Regions from separate parts of the Xenopus laevis genome. Here region 2 is linked to region 1. Evidence: chromatin contacts called from public Hi-C data. All regions are on one chromosome and are shown on one strand. The core of a region is the stretch at or near the end of the contact, and the rest is flanking DNA. Distances in the headings are between cores, read along the strand shown.

Region 1 (4,405 bases), core at 1,858-4,357:
CATTTAGCTCGGAGCTTGCTTTCTATACATAGAATTGTGACATCATTACTTTACCGACTCTCCCCGGACATCTTTACAGCCATTTACCCTCGACAGCTGGAAGGGCTACCAGGACAAGCGTAGGCACGGGAAAATCTGTTTTATAGATATGTTGAGGGTGGAGGTAGAGTCCTGCAGTGGGTCGGGTACAAGCGGGTTACCTATGGGATGAGGGTAGGATTTTCGGGTGCAGGTATAGATGCGGGTCTCATCTAAATTTCTTATCTTATGTTATATTGTCTATATTTTGATTCTTTTTTTTCTGTCCCCGCCCACTTTTGATGATGCCACTTCCGGTTTGCAACAACATCACTTCCTGTTTAATGGTGGTTGGCGGGTTGTGGATCGGGTTGCAGATAAGGCAGTTGCGACTCTGGGTTGGGTAGCGGATAAAAGTGGGTAAATATGCGGGTTTGGGTCACGGACTGCGGGTTGTGTAGAGTTGCCACCTTTCTAACCGGTGGAGTCCAGGCAGGGGGCGGGCTGTGACATATAGGGGCGGGGCTGTGATGTGGAGGGTGGGCGTGACATCAGGGGGTGGGGCTATGAGGGGAATCCTGCCCTGTGTTCCTTATTTGGAAAACTAGGCAGGAAGTTTTGGCCTGGGCAGCCCTTCAAAAAACCCTAGGGGTCGGGTGCAGGTCTTATAAATTGGTTCCGCGCAGGACTCTAGGTGGAGGGTCCGTTTCCTATAGGCATCACTTAGCACCTGCAGTGGAAATGTCCCATTGACTGCAATGGATAAAAATAGACTGGGGATAGGGCCAATGGGCAGAGCACTTAGGCTCCACTAAACTGGACCGAGCTATTTGCATGTTCCCCTTGGGTACATAAAGTACATAAAGTCCTGGGCTGCTCTCCTACCGCTGGCTAAACAAAGGCAAAACTTATCCCAGGTGGAAAGGGCTGGCATTGATCTCTATGGTTGTAGCAAAGAATTCCTGCCATCAAGAGGATACGGAGGGTACTGCAGTCAGGGGCCCCAAGCTCTAACAACTTGCTCTTTTACTTCTCCCTCTTTGTAGACTTTCTGGATATCTTGGCCAAACACTTGGATAGTCAAAAAGCATTAATCCCACCAATCGGCTAGCAACGTTTAGATGTTGCCAAAGAGATCCAGGGTGCAACTGTTTGTGATTGAAAAGCCTGAACGGAATCACAAAGCAGGCAATTGCTCAGGCTCTCCACTGGGTGGCAGCAAAGCTCAGGCAGAAATGGCTTAATAGCTTGCTTTTAAATAATGAACATTATTATCCTTATTATTTCTGTAGGGCAGAGGTATTGCCCCAGTGGAGCTTACAATCTAATTTCCCTTATCGTAAGATAAATGATGAGCCATTTAAAAGGGCGGCTCAATTTTTAGTATGTTATAGAATGTCTAATTCTAAGCAACTTTTCAATGGGCCTCTATTTTTTTCTTATTCGTGGTTTTTGAATTATTTGCCCTTTCCCTCTGACTCTTTCCAATTTTCAAATGGGGTTCACAGATCCCATCTTAAAAGCAAACGCTCTGCAAGGCTACAGATGTATTGTTGTTGTTACTTTTCATTCCACATTTCTATTCAGGCCTCTCCTATTCATATTCCAGTCTCTTATTTAAATCAGTGCATGGTTGCTAGGGTAATTTGGACCCTAGCAACCAGATTGCTACAATTGTAAACTGGAGAGCTTCTGAATTAAAAGCTAAATAACTCAAAGCCGATAAATAATAAAAACTGAAAACCAGTCACAAATGGTCTCAGAATATCACCCTCTATATCATGCTAAAAGTTAATTTACATGGGGAGAACATAAAAAGAACTGTAAGGCAACAACATTAGTTGCTTAAAGGGCAACTAATACAGAAAATGTCTCTGCATAAATAATTCCTGTAGCAGCTGCAGTGTACCTCCCACCACCCTTAAACAGGGAGGACTTATTGGAGAGTGGATTTAAATGGGTTCCTGAGAATAACAGGACATGGTCAGGATATATTTTAATATTCAAATTTTGGGAGGTGGGGGAATGGTGCCAATATACACAGTGTCACTGCAATAGATCTTACCTATGCTTGAGTGGCCCTACCTGGCCCAGCGTTCCCCTATGGATACAAAGGGCAGGTATAAATAACACAGAACCTTTCTCAAGCCTAAATTGGGCTCTTCTTAGTCTCCAATGGGATCTCTCCTCTGTTGGTATTTCCCCTGGGGGCACAGCTAAGGGACCAGGGGCACATTAAGAGGCATCATCAGCTGGGGCAAGTACCAGCAGTTCCCCCAATGTGAGTACTTAAAAATAGTTTCCATTGGTTCCTATGAGGCAAGTCACACTATATTGTCGCACAGAGTGTCCTTTATCACTGCTGGTTTTAGGCTTGGGCAGAAAAGTTATTTGCCTTTAGTCACCATACCACAGGGACATGTGTAATTGTATAACACATAAAATATATGACTATATATATATATATATATATATATATATATATATATATATATATATATATATATATATATATATCTACCAGCTGCTGTTAAAACAAAAATTCCCAGCGTCCCACCAGCAGGGGAAACAAAGGCCTGTGTCCCTATGGGGTAAAAATAGCAGCTATTATTATCCTGCTGAAAATAGAGACAAATAGTGCGCATGGCATGGCCCAAAAACGTCAGGGACATGCTGGTAAGATCCATCAAAGTCGATATTAAGGTCCAGTTTTGGGGTTGGTGACCCAGTTTCTGGGCTTGACCCAATTAGCTGTGAGAAAGGTGCAGGCCTGAACTGAGGCCTGAACTGGCAGTTGGTGGGTTCTGGCAAATGTCATAGGGGCTGCTATAAGAGGCCATAGTCATTGGGCTGGGGGACTGTTACTGGGAAATTGAAATGTCAGTATTTATAGCGGATTGTGCCCAGTGTTGTTGTTCTTTGCCCATGGGCTACAACCAGGTGCAGGTGCAGATGTGATTGGCTTCCTTCCTCTCCCTTGTTGGGTGAGGGTCCCACATTGTGCTTGCTGCAGGGGTTAATCTCAGCTGTGGGAGGAGATGATCCCTGTAGGTGTCTCTAGCCACTTGAATTCACCACTAGGGGGCGCTCCTGACCTTGGCGTCATACCTATTTGCCCTCCCTCCTGCTACACTCAGTGCAGCCTCCTGTGCGACTCTTTGTAGCGATATTGAGCGCTGGAGCGGCCACTACTCACCTGCCTGATTGCCACTGCCCCGAGCTCTGCCGGATTAGAGGAGAAGATCCCCCCGCGCATGGTCTGCGCCCACAGGGACCCGACACTGAAGAGCTGGCGGGGGAGAGAGGTAAGTGGCGAGAGGGGCTGCACTTAATGGGGAGAATGTGTCCGTTCAACCAACTAATCATGTATTGTACCCTCCCCCCCCAAAGCAGAACCCCCTTATTCGTCTTCTGATCCCCCTTATTCCTGACTGACACCCCTCCTAGCTGTACTGGACTGGGCTGTTTAACCCCTTTGCTACTGGACTGGCTGCTACTTAGCTGATGTTGAACTGGGCCAGGGGGGGGGGCAAAGTGGCATTTAACCCCTTAGCTACTGGACTGGCTGCAAGGTGGCACTTAGTTTATTAGCTGATGTTGAACTGGGCCAGGAGGGGGGGCAAAGTGGCATTTAACCCCTTAGCTACTGGACTGGCTGCAAGGTGGCACTTAGTTTATTAGCTGCTGCTGGACCAATGGGATGCAAAGTGGCATTTAACCCCTTAGCTGCTGGGCCAAAGGGGGTGCCAGGTGGCATTTAACCCCTTAGCTGCTGGACTGAAGGGGGTGCAGGGTGGCACTTAGTTTCTTAGCTGCTGCTGGACCAAAGGGGGGTGCAAGGTGTCATTTAACCCCTTAGCTGTTCGACTGGAGGTGGTGCGAGGTGGCATTTAACCACTTAGCTGCTGGACCTGAGGGAGTTCAAGTTGGCACTTAGCTTCTTAGCTGCTGAACTAGAGGGTGTGCAAGGTGGCATTTAACCCCTTAGCTATTAGGCTGAAGGAAGTGCAAGGTGGCACTATTAGGCCTTCAATGTACATATATATATATATATATATATATATATATATATATATATATATATATATATATATAAAATTTATTTTTTTCCTTTTATTATCTAAATGTATCTGTAATGAGTGCTTTCTTTGTGACTACAATGTCGTTGCAAACACACACTTTCTTGTGGCGCCTTGACCCCAGACAAAGATCGCACCCAACAGACGTCATAATGCTCCAGCCCTTGGCATCCACTGTGTTCACGTGGGGGTTATAACGGTGCAGCGGTGTGTGACTATAACAAAACCGTCCCCCCTGTTTGTCAGCTGTAGGTTAGAGAGCCAGGGCTGGTAGTGAGAAGTTGGTCACAAGGATTTAGGATTTCCCT
Region 2 (4,699 bases), core at 1,554-4,053, 97 kb after region 1:
CTGGGAGGGAGCAGTTGGAGGATGGGGGAGCAGTCAGGCATCGGAGGAGGCAGGAGTGAAGGCGGTGGTGGGAAACCTCAGCTAATGAGGGGCACAACAGGTGCACATGTGACTGGAAAAGGAAAAAATATGACTGCCCTTCTTATATCTGTTATACCATAATGCTTAGTTCCTAAACTGATGGTGGCTGCTGAGATTTGGAGTTCTAGAACTTTAGGGAGGCTGTAGATTTCTACTTCAGAGCCTGTAGGAATATGATCCTGCTTTATGGCCCCTACTGAAATTCTCTTGATATACAGATTTTAGGGCCTGTCCAGGCTCCCTGTCTCCTACACGTACATTAGGCCCTGAAACTCAAAATACTATCCAAATAGACAGACCTGCGCCAGTGACCCACGGCAACCAATCACATCTTTGCTTTCATTTTCTTACACAAAGCTAGTTGCTGATTTGGTGCAATTACACGTGTGTGGGGGACTTAACCTTCAGCAAAAAGTGTAAGACACTCAGTCACAAGTCTGGGCCTGTACTGAATCCCAGCGCTTGTTTTTGATCCCTGTCCAGGCCTGACTTTCACTACTTAGTAACCTATGCTCTCTGTGTGAGGGATGTGGCCCAGGGATGTTATGGGTAATCCTTCACACAAGGAGGAGCCACCAATCAGTGCATGAAGGAGGTGGAGTTGCTGGAGAGCAGGCCCAGACTGGCAATATGTGGGTTCTGGTAAATGCCAGAGGGGCTGATGTAAGATGCTATAGACTGTCACTATTTGGTGAGCTGCTAGAGCCTCTGTGTACCTAGGGTTGCTACCCACCCGGTATTTTACCGGCATGGCTGGTAAAAAATGATGTTTGATGTCAATGCTATTAATAGGGAAAAAGAAAAAAAAATATAGGAATGCCATTGCCAGTATTTTTTTCCAGAAGAGGTGGCAACCCTATGTGTACCTGAAATGGCAGGGCCTATTTTGAATTTCAGTCAGCATCGGATTGGGGGTCCTGGGCCCACTGTCAGTGGAGCTTCAGGGGCCCAAACACCACCCTTTGGCCCCCATTGAATCTGCAAACCACCCCCCTCCGGCCCTGCCCCCCGTGTACCTTATTTTTAACTTGTTGCGGCCACAATCGGGCCAGGGGGGCATGTAAAGGTGCATTGCCCAGGGTTACCAGCACTGAGCAGGTCTGGGTTGATGAGGCCAACCTGTTTTTTTCCCAGTGTCTCGCCAGCGCTGTCCGACCCTGGTCTCAGCCCAGACTAGGGTTGCCACCTGGCTGGTATTTTACCGGCCTGGCCGGTAAAAGTGATGGTTGATCCCAATGTTATTAATAGGGAAAAAAAGATAAATATATAGGAAGGCCGGTATTTTTTTCCAGAAAAGGACTGTGTTAGACAAGAGGCCTCCGTAAAAAAAAAAGGCAGGGACATCGTAGTGGGAGTCTGGAAAAGGGACCCAGTGAAATAGGGCTTGTAGTTAGTAAGTTTAGCTTGTCTCTAGATGTCAGTTCAAATAAGCAGTTCTAAGAAGGGACAGAATGAGTTTGTTTTATATCATTTGTAGAATTATCCGTGAAATAATATAGAGCCACTGGCATAAGTCAGACCCGGTGGACCCTGGCTCTTTTGGGCCCCGCCGGCCCAGACCCGATCCCTGCACTCCCTCTCCTTACCTCCCTCCATGACCCTGGTCACGCTGACACACTGTAAAAAGTACGTGAGCACATGGGAGGGGTAGTGATGTTCGGGCCAACCTCACACTCCTCTTCGCGGGGGGCGGGTTGAGCTCTTTTCCTGCTCTCCCCGCCCGCCACCTTCAAATGCCGGCTTTATGGCCCCACCGCTTTTGTGAGGTCAATGGCGGGGGCGGCGTTGGTCTATAAAAGGACCCCGGAAGTCGGATGCGGGCGTGTGTGGGCTGAGGGAGGACAGGTGAGGGTTGGGACCCGCACATCACTGGGGGAAGGATTTTACTGCTGGAGGGCCAGGGGGTTGATGCTGGGGGGGGCAGTAGGACGCTGCCACTGCTTATTTGATAACAGTGAATGAAATCTGTGTGAGAGACAGCAGAAACCCCATTTTACGTTTTTTAAGGGGACTGCAAAAAAAAAATGGTGTAAAATGAAGGAAAACTTAAAATCAGGGTATGCAAAACTGAGGTTTCAATGTATATTGTAACTATCCAGTGTGCTAAGTGATCTTCCTTCTATGCCTAGGTTTCTTCTTACAGAGCCACTGGCACACAAGATTTCTTCTGAAAATAAGAGTTATAGTTGATCTTGGAGACCTGTTAGCTCCACTATTTTGGGCCCAGCTAAGAAAGATCGAGAGTCGCATGTAGCACTGCATGGGGCTCAAATTTCCATGTATTTCACAACTGCGGGTATTTAATTCCTTGAATAAACACATAGAGATATATAGCAGGGGTTAAACCTTACAATGGAAAGTAGTAGAGGGAGATCTAAGAGAGCTGCAAAGAAAAAATCAGGGCACTTTTTCATCTTTTCCGCTTGTAACGTTCCCTTTAGAATGCTGATGAACGTGGCACGTGGGTGAGCAATGTGTTGCTGAAATCAGTTCAAAGCTCCTTTTTTTATTATTAAAAAACAGCCTAATGATTGGAGACACGTCCCTATCTGGCGAGCGCATATTCTCAGCCCCTGGGTTGTCGCGTGTGGTGAAACTGGAACGAGGTGATCTGCCAGTATCAGCCACCCAGGCCGTCTCTACACGCCAATAATCTGCGCCCTGTAAACACCGTGTGTGATGTGGAGTGAATGTGTCCTGTGGGAAACGCGCGCAGGGAAGGACGAGTTTTTAGCCGGGAGGTACCTCCTGGCTTTTTCTTTTGAACACACATACATAGGCAATATGGGCCTAGCTCCCTTCAGTGAAATGGACTCTGTGTGTTGATTGGCCGTGTGTTCCATGTAGGCTCGTGTGGAATGAAGATGCTGGGAGCCAGGTGGGCAGTTGGTCGGCTAATATGTGCAGAAATATGTGTGTGTCATATACAGGGATTGAGAACATTTGAGAAGCCAGGGGCGTAACTACAGAGGAAGCAGACCCTGCGGCTGCAGGGGGGGGCAGGAGGTATAGGGGCCCCATGAGGCTCTAATTCATATAAAATGTCAATGAATATTGGTAAAACAGGTCAACCTCTAGACATTTTGGGGGCCTGAAAAATTATTTGCTATGGGCCCTAGTAAAATCTAGTTACACCACTGTGGGAAGCTATCAGATATTTGGAACGCTCAGTATGACTGATGAAATAGCAGCTATAATATAAAAAAGTTGGATTAGAATTCTTCAGAGTTGTCCTTAATACGGTGCAATTACAACTATCTGGGGCCTTGCAAGGACTTCATTGTGCCCAGTGGCACCCAAGGCAGAATACCCATCAACCCGCTTTCCCCAGTCCCCTGTTCTCCCACTCACTCAGCACTAACCATGCTCCATGTTCCCTCTGCTGCCGGTCTCCATTCTCTCTCTCTCCCTCCACTGCCAACTGTTCCCCCCCTAAATGCCCCCCCCAATGTGCTTCTCCTGCCCTCCACAAATTCCTAATCTGCCTTCAAACTGCAGACTGGTAAATGCCAAATACTAATTGGTTGTTAGAGGTTCCACGCCTGGTTTCTGCAATATTGGGTCAAGTGTAGGGGAATGTAATAATAGGAGCAGGAGTTTGGTCCAGGTCTAGTAACCCATAGCAACCAATCATCAAATAAATTAATGCTGATTGGTGTTGGGCAAGCCTATTATCTTATTCCCTCTTAGTGTCAAACTGATCATTACTGTTCTAATATTTGAAGGTGTTGCTTCTGATTTTAAAAATGAATTATTGCAGAATGGAAAATATATCCTTCAGGCACAGAGAGTCCCTGCCCTTTAGAGCTTGCAATCTAATTTTATGGTACCTGGAGCAGAAAGAGAGACAAAGTGGCGTTCCCAAGGTTACATGCGCCCATAATTGGCACAAGAATCAAGCACAGACTTCCCTTGAGTCCATTGCCGGTGTCTGTGCCTCCCCCCTCCCCTTGCCTATAGGATGGAAATGAACAAAGACATAGTGCATGATTTAATGTAATGTTCAGATCAGTCCTCCACTATATATTTTTTATTAGAGTCTGCGCACCCAACCTTATTGGGAAGGAGTGCTGCAAGCAGTCTCGAGTGCCAGGCTGTAGATGATAGAATCATAAGAGCAGAAAAATCCCTATATCTAAATCTTTCCTGTTTTGTTTTTTTTCCCCTCTCATTCCAGATAACTAGCCCAAGTCATGCAGTCTTTTCGGGAAAGGTGTGGTTTCCATGGCAACCAACAGAACTACCAACCAACATCACAAGAGTCATCACGCCTGGAGAATTACCGACATCAAAGTCAGCCGGCACTCAACTGTGAGCGGCACAGGGAGGTGACCAAAAACTACTATGCTCACACATCCTACCAAGGCTATGAAAACAGTGTGGGGGAGAAGTACCCCAGGGACGACAAGCACATCATTGTTCAGCAGCTGCAAGGAAGAGTGTCTTTTGCCAGTTTCTCAGAGGGTAATGTGTACCCCGGACATTATACAGGGGAAGATGGACTACAGAATTGGGCTCAATCTCAGACTTTGGGTGGGACCAAATACGAGGAAAACCTAATAAAAAAGACACCCGGGGAAGGAAGGGGTTACCAGGATCCAGCTGGGCAGAACCCGTT

The links. Hi-C and Micro-C count contacts between places; a contact is called where the count stands out from the background.
Region 2: a Hi-C map of the XTC cell line shows a contact between it and region 1, with 4 times the contacts expected there. The contact joins the enhancer-like site here to the promoter of rai1.L in region 1. A contact is called at or near these places in 3 of 4 Hi-C or Micro-C datasets (the XL177 cell line, the XTC cell line and animal cap).

What each region holds. Positions count from the first base shown.
Region 1 is chr9_10L:122,439,449-122,443,853 of Xenopus_laevis_v10.1, forward strand. rai1.L (retinoic acid-induced protein 1) reads left to right here and starts at 3,108. Exons shown (of 5, transcript XM_018236626.2): 1 at 3,108-3,323.
Region 2 is chr9_10L:122,536,953-122,541,651 of Xenopus_laevis_v10.1, forward strand. It overlaps rai1.L (retinoic acid-induced protein 1), which reads left to right. Exons shown (of 5, transcript XM_018236626.2): 2 at 4,259-4,699. The coding sequence starts at 4,275. Among protein-coding and RNA genes, the nearest start is that of LOC108701685, 52 kb to the right of the region's middle. Within about 2 kb of position 2,804, at least 1 of the 7 cell types and tissues checked has an H3K27ac peak or open chromatin away from gene starts, as enhancers often do.